Regions from separate parts of the Muntiacus reevesi genome. Here region 1 is linked to region 2. Evidence: chromatin contacts called from public Hi-C data. All regions are on one chromosome and are shown on one strand. Each heading gives the region's core, a stretch centred on a gene start, on an enhancer-like site or on the middle of the called end of the contact. The rest is flanking DNA. Distances are from core to core; before and after follow the strand shown.

The links. A called contact is a pair of places that touch in the nucleus more often than the background predicts.
Region 1: a contact with region 2 is called in a Hi-C map of muscle, with 4 times the contacts expected there. The contact joins the promoter of STK19 here to the promoter of FKBPL in region 2. A contact is called at or near these places in 2 of 3 Hi-C or Micro-C datasets (blood and muscle).

Annotation. Positions count from the first base shown.
Region 1 is chr20:28,376,578-28,379,939 of mMunRee1.1, reverse strand. It overlaps STK19 (serine/threonine kinase 19), which reads left to right and starts at 1,381. Exons shown (of 7, transcript XM_065913045.1): 1 at 1,381-1,567; 2 at 1,722-1,858. The coding sequence starts at 1,468. It overlaps DXO (decapping exoribonuclease), which reads right to left and starts at 1,172. Exons shown (of 7, transcript XM_065912614.1): 1 at 950-1,172; 2 at 356-717; 3 at 1-193. The coding sequence starts at 711.
Region 2 is chr20:28,234,791-28,238,325 of mMunRee1.1, reverse strand. It overlaps FKBPL (FKBP prolyl isomerase like), which reads right to left and starts at 1,517. Exons shown (of 4, transcript XM_065912423.1): 1 at 1,372-1,517; 2 at 1,089-1,256; 3 at 410-846; 4 at 1-202. The coding sequence starts at 1,134.

The DNA of each region.
Region 1 (3,362 bases), core at 132-2,631, 140 kb before region 2:
CTCCCGGAGAAGTGGTGGCCGAGTAAGCCTCTGAACCCGAGCAGTTGGCGTCTCTACCTCACTCAAGTAGAGCGTCCCCTGGAACCGGGAGGCTGCCAGCTGCCAGCCTTCCTGCCGCTCATATGGTGTCGTCAGCAGTTTTGTCAGGTGCCCCCGCCATGTCACTGTGGCCCCTGCCAGCCAGCCTGGACCTCTGAGAAGAAGGAGTTAGGGGCTGAAGATCTGACACCTGCATTAGTGCAGATGGCTTCCCTAAAGCGTAGGGTAAGATAAGGACTCACTCCAGCTTTGGCTCTCCCAACTTTAGAGGGTGAGTGCAGGCCTCTAGGGCTACTGTGTGCTATGCTTTGCTCACCCCTCTAGCTGGCCTCGGTGCGCCAGGAGCCAGCGTAGCAGGTGGTCCAACCTCTCCTGGACCTCTTCGTCCCGGGGCTGGTATCGATCAGGGTATCCGTCTCTGAGGTCAAAGTTGGGGCTTTGACCATTGGTGGGAGGTGGGCTGTAGTACCGCAAAGCGCGAGCATCTCCATGGTACTGGCGCTGTGCATCCAGGGAGAAGCAGCCCAATTCGGAAGGGCGCCGGTAGAAAGGAAAGGGCCCAGAGTAGAGAGCGGGGTCTGTGGGCAGGGAGGGTGCTGGGCGGGGGAGCTTGTTCCGAGGCTCAGCGACCTCTATCTTTCCAGCTTCTCTCTTGGTCCCTCTGGACTCCATGAGGTCCTGAGAGGGGACAAGGAAGTTCCCCCTTTAAAAAGAAGGGCTGGAAAAGAGGGACTTCGAGTCAGGACTAAGCGAGTCTGGCCTTGAAACATGCAAGCCCCGTGTCCTCAAACTGAACCCCACCAGGTGCGCATACCACCTTTTCCCTTGACCTATATACTCCCAACCGCAGTAGCTCCAAACGCAGAGAGGTTAGGAAGGATGCTTGGGCTCAGGTCAAGGATCTGGTTACCTCAAATCCTGCCAACCTCGACTTCTACCTTCTCAGGGCTATGACGTCATGGCAGGTACATCATATGTCAAAGAGATGTGAGGGCAGTTTTCTCCGCTCTCGATGACGCAATCACTCAGCGACAGAGGCGGCTTATCCCCTAGGTGGCGGGAGGGGGCTGTGCGCTGTACGCCCGGAGGGAGATCCCAGCGTGGCCACTCGCGCCCCTCCGCAGCGCCCAGGCGTCCCCGGACGTGAGCGCTCTCAGAGGAAGCCAATCAGCAGCGGACGTGGGGTCTCGGCCAATGAGGATGGCGCTAGTGTTGGCATTGGCACCGCCCCTCCCAGCAAGGGGCGGAGGGATGACAAGTCAACGCCTCTCTCGTCAGCACTTCAGCTACGAAGATCGGGCTGATTGGTTTCCGAGGAGGGACGCCCAGGGAGCCCGTACGTCACTGCCCTGTGCCGGAAGACTATTTTCGTGGTCCCGTCCCTCAACAGCTTTCTACCTCTTCCCCGCCGCCCAAAGATCCCGGGATATGAGCCGGAAGAGGCATCGCCTGGTCCCGGAGACCTTTGGGTTGAAGAGGCGGCGGGAACTAGGGGATGTAGAGGCAGCTCCTTTGCGGGGTGAGTCAGGTAACCATGGCAACCCCGGGGCGAGGCTAAATACCCCAGCTGGCAGCCGCCTTGCCTCTGGTAACCCTGTATGTTGAGACAACAGCGCCCCAGTGTGGTACCCCCGCCTCCCCCGCCTCAGCTCACGTCGCAGTGACTCGGTCTCTTCGCCCAGGATCTGCGCGCGCGGCAGTCGCAGAGATAGTGCGGCTGTTCCCGCGAGTCCTGTTTGAGGATGCGCTTCCCCCCATCGCGCTGAGGAGCCAGGTGTACAGCCTCGTCCCGGACCGAACCGTGGCTGACCGGCAGCTGGTGAGGAGCGTCAGAGTGACCAACGGGAAGGCGCTTTCGTCCTCACGGGCACTTCCGAGGTTCTCCCCATAACTCACTCGGTCCACCAGCTGTTCAGCCATTCAGCAAGCGCTGGGTCTTTCCTAGCCGGGCATTGTGCCAGGCACTGCGGTGCCGAGGAGAATGCTACAGACCCTCAGGGAATAGCATGCCAAATGATGAAGGTGGAAGAGCGAAGCTTTTGGGGAAACTGAGTCACCGGGCGTGGTTCGAGATGGGAATGCAAGCAGACGTCAGATTAGGGCAGGCCTTGTACACCAGCGTCGTTTCCATTTTACAGAGAAGGCAATGAGCTGGTAGAGAATGTTAAAACAAGAGAGGGAGTGGTGTGTTGCACGGATTGGAGGCAGTGTCATGAGTTGGGGAGATCAATTAGGAAGATACTGCCCCTGAGAACTGGTGAAGGCCTAAATTAGGGCAGTGTAGTAAGGAGAGAGAGGATGGCTGAGGGATGTGGAGCGGGAAAGAGGAAGGACTTCAGGATAGCTCTCGGATTTTCTGGACGCCTGAGTGGTTGATGGAGTGAGTAGAGTAGGAGAACATTGAATGGTTGGGGGCAGATGATGTGTTTATTTTGTACAAGTTGAGTTGGAGGTGTTTGTGGAGCATCCGGAGGCAAATGTGCAGCAGACAGTTGGATGAGGGTTTGGAGAAAATTCTGGGCCACTGATACAGCACTGGAAGCCGAGATGTGAGTAGTGGTTCAGTCTGTGGATGAGGGTGAAATTGGTAGTAAGAGGGAGGAGAGGAGTGGTTTTTAACCTTTTTACAAACTTTAGAAGATAATAAAAGCCATGGCTCTCCAGAAAAAAATGCATATATGCCACTGTGTGTGTGTGTGTGTGTGTGTATAAAGTGTATGTACAATTTGAGGAGGAAGGGGGTTGTTTCACAGATCCTCTGAGGCCAAAGGTTAAGGACCCCAGGTTTGCAGTGACAGATAATAGAGCCAAATCCCCAGTGCTAGGAGATACCAACATTTAAGGCCGTGTTTCTCAAAGTATGTCCTGAGTTCTACTAGATTACCTGGACTGCTTCTTCAAAACTACAGGTTCCTGGGAATCTTTAAGTGAGAATGAATTAAGATTTCTTGGAGTAGGAACTGAAAATCTACATTTTAAAGCTACTTCCTCAAGTGATTCGTAATGTGTGCTAAAATCTGAAGTCCAAGGACTTCCTTGGAGTCCAGTGGTTAAGACATTTCCATTGCTGTGGTGGGGAGTACAGGTTAAATCCCTGGTAGGGCAACTAAGATCCTGCTTAACTCAAGGTGTGGCCAAAAAAAAAAAAAAAAAAAAAATTGAGATCCATTGATATGGTGGGGATGGGGGAGGAGAAGGAGGAGTCTGAAAAAGTTGTTAAAAAGAATTCACAGAGTTGGGAGGAACCCAGGAAGGAGTATATTGAGAAAGTAGCAATTTTCAAGAGGGTGGAGTAGTTGGCAGTATTAGAACCTATGATTCAA
Region 2 (3,535 bases), core at 268-2,767:
GACAGGCAGCCAGGTTGGCGTGAAGGACAGTTCGTTCCGGAGGGCCAGGTGGGGGTAAGGTCAGCAGCAGCCGAAGAGCCCGTGCATAGCATCGGGCAGCTCCTTCCGGATTCCCCGCTCGAAATAATTCTGTGCCCCTTGCACGTTCTTCTCTGGCCAAGGCCTCCTTCTCGGTGTCCTCCAGCTCCCAGGAGTCTCGACCCTGAGTGAAGGAGGCCAGTGTGAGCCTGACAGGAAGTCCAGAGCGCCCAGGGAGCTGAAGCTCTGCCTCCTCGCCTTGACACATGGACTCCAAGCATTTCTCTATGATCTCCCCCCAAGTTTCCTGCCTCCATGGGCCTAACCCCACAGTTAGCTCTGTCCAGCCCTCTGGCAGCCCTGACCCCAAAGGAAATCCAGAAGCTTGTACCCTGCAGCGGGAGCCCAGCTTGGGTTTGTCCAAGCCGTGGCCACGGACTACGATCTTCTTCACAAAGCTGCCGTCAGGACAGTACCAGAGATCAGAAGCATGAAGGGGCTCTGACATCGCGTTGGCTGACCCATGAGACTTAGCAGAGTCTCTTTCAAGTTCAGCGGCCAGTTTTTCAGTTTCCTGAGGATTCTCTAGAATTTGGCTAGCTGGATCTGGGCTCACTCCCAGTTCAAGGATTTCCGTAGGAGAGTCTCGCGGATGCTGCCTAATCTGAGTAGGTAATTCAAGGTTCTTTTCCCTTTGCTGTTGCGGGTGACAGCTGTCCTTCTCTCCCATTGAAATGACTGGTGGTGTATCCATTTGGGTGCCTGGCCCCTTCCACCGTGGGTAAACAGTTTTGGATAGAAAGGGATGGACCGAGTCCAGGTCAGCACCTGATTTAAAAAAAATCAAAGCAGTGCTATTGGCAGAATTTTATTTAGACTCCTTTTCCGTCCTTTTGGGACCCCGAACCGCGGTCCTCAAAGTCCTCTTTTTTTTTTTCCCCCTTCCCGAATCTCTGTCGGGTCCAGTCTCCCCTCCAACCCCGAACTAACTCGGAACTACAAGTTCCACAATTCCCTGCGGCTTGGGTAGCCATTCGCAACTACGGACACCCGATCGAGTCAAAAAATACCTGGGGGGTGCCGAAGCGCCTTGCCTGATGGCAATAGCCAGACCATTCAAATCACCTCTTCTTCCGAAGCCAAGTGCTACTGAGTACCGTCCTTGGAGTCTTTCCCCAGGTGGAGAAGATGGAAAGGGGAGCCACGGGATAGCTGGGCAGAGACACTGACAGCTAACCCTGGAGCCCGAGAGACAAGAGAATCTAGTCAAATTCCTGGCAGCCAATCGGGAGGAGGGAGAAGTCTGATTAAGCCCGCCTTTTGGACGTTACATCATTTCCCCCACTGACTCACCGCCACACCCCAGCAACCGAGAAGCTCCAGGCCTTTGCGACCGGACTAGGACAAATCGTACCGAGCTAGGCGAGGTACGGCTGCGTCAAAGTCTGGAGAAGGTCTGGAATGGGAGATTGGGCCCAAAGAGGATATGATGGGGAATGATGGAGTTGGGGTGACTGATCGCGGCTGTGACCAGTCCTTTTATCTGGCCACCAAAAACCACGTGTGCTATTCTATTAATACGTTTGGCTACGTATACCTACGTTTGGCTCAGACAGTAAAGAATCTGCCTGCAATGCAGGAGACCAGGGTTCAATCCCTGGGTCTTGAAGATCCCCTGGAGAAGAAAATGGAAACTCACTCCAGTATGCTTGCCTGGAAAATTCCATGGACAGAGGAGCCTGGCATGTTACAGTCCATGGGGTCACAAAGGATCAGACAGGACTGAGTGACTTTCACTACATTTAGAACACCCGGTCTGAGTGGCCCGTTCTGTCCAAGGTCCTTCAAAATAAACCCTGGGGGAATTCCCTAACAGTCCAATGGTTAGGATGCCGAGCTTCCTCTGCAGGGGGCTGGGGTTCCATCAAGCTGAGACTTGCCTTACCTTTGCCTCAAGTTCGTCAATGCCTTTTGAGCTCTTCTCCCTCAAGGAATCTTATAGACAGTGCTTTTCAAACTTTGATGACCCTACACATTATCTGGGGAACTTGTTAAATGCATGTTCTGACTTAGGAAGTCTAAGGTGGGACCTGCTACTCTGCATTTCTAACAAGCTCTTGGATGTTGCTGCTGGTGGTCCCATGGACCACACACTTTGAATAGTGTGATGCTAGAACAACCTCCGGAGAAGCAATGGCACCCCACTCCAGTACTCTTGCCTGGAAAATCCCATGGATGGAGGAGCCTGGTAGGCTGCAATCCATGAGGTCGCTGGGAGTCGGACACGACTGAGCGACTTCACTTTCACTTTTCACTTTCATGCATTGGAGAAGGAAATGGCAGCCCACTCCAGTGTTCTTGCCTGGAGAATCCCAGGGACGGGTGAGCGTGATGGGCTGTTGTCTATGAGGTTGTACAGAGTCGGACACGACTGAAGTGACTTAGCAGCAGCAGCAGAATAACCTCATCCTGTTCTTTTGACCTTTTAGTCTGTGTCCTTTTAGTTTGTTCAAGTATTTTGTTTATGCATACATCCTCAGTCATGTCCGACTCTTTTGTGACCCCATGGACTGCAGCCAGCCTGGCTCCTCTGTCCATGGAACTTTACAGGCAAGAATACTGGCGTGGGTTGCCATTTCCTACTCCAGTGTTTTACATGTATAACTAGTATAACCTGATCCACTGGACATATCAGTGGAAAAACTGGTCCGCCTCTTCCTAATAAAACATGTAGGTCCCTATTGTGATTCAGGCTTGCTCGTCCAGCTCCCTGCACAGGCAGGCTATGACAGCTCTTCAGGGAAGGAGAATTCCATTCTTAGTTTTCACTTTGGCTCCCTCTTCAGTTTGCAATTGTTCAGTTCACAATTGTGTCCCAGACTAAAGGACCATGCCAGGACAGCCAGGAGGGGAAGTAATGTCATCATTAGCCACAGACTGTGTCAAAACAGCCCTCTCCATTCATTTTGTGTTGAGTCTCAGATCACTAAATTAGACCTTTTTTCCCTTCAAGCTTTATTACTAGGTTCTGTGCTAGTGTAACCTTAGTCCACTTCAACTAAGGCTAAATACTCTGATTCTTGGAATCCTTATGTTCCTTTTGAAAGCTGATCTACCTTTTTCTCCCTCCCTGTTCCATTTCAGGAATTTCTAGGAAAGACAGAAAGTCTAGAATCAGTCACAGAGGATTTGATTACATTCTGATCCCTGGACAAAGTTTGCTAATTTGTTATTATGTGTGCCTTAATTGCAAGGTCCACTCCAATGACCCTTCAGAGATTAGCTTCTCTCAATTAAAAAAAAAACTACTCTGCTACAAATGTATTGCTTTGTAATGGTCTCTTACTGTTTTGTGTGTATATGTTTCAGTTCCAACAGATTCCACAAAGCATGGGCCTTGTCTCTATTTCTTTTCTTTTCTTTTTTTTTTTTTTGAGGCAAGGAAAGCAGACCTTATTTGGAAAGTAGCAGACCAAGAAGATGGCAGACTAATGTCTCAAAATAACCATCTTATCGG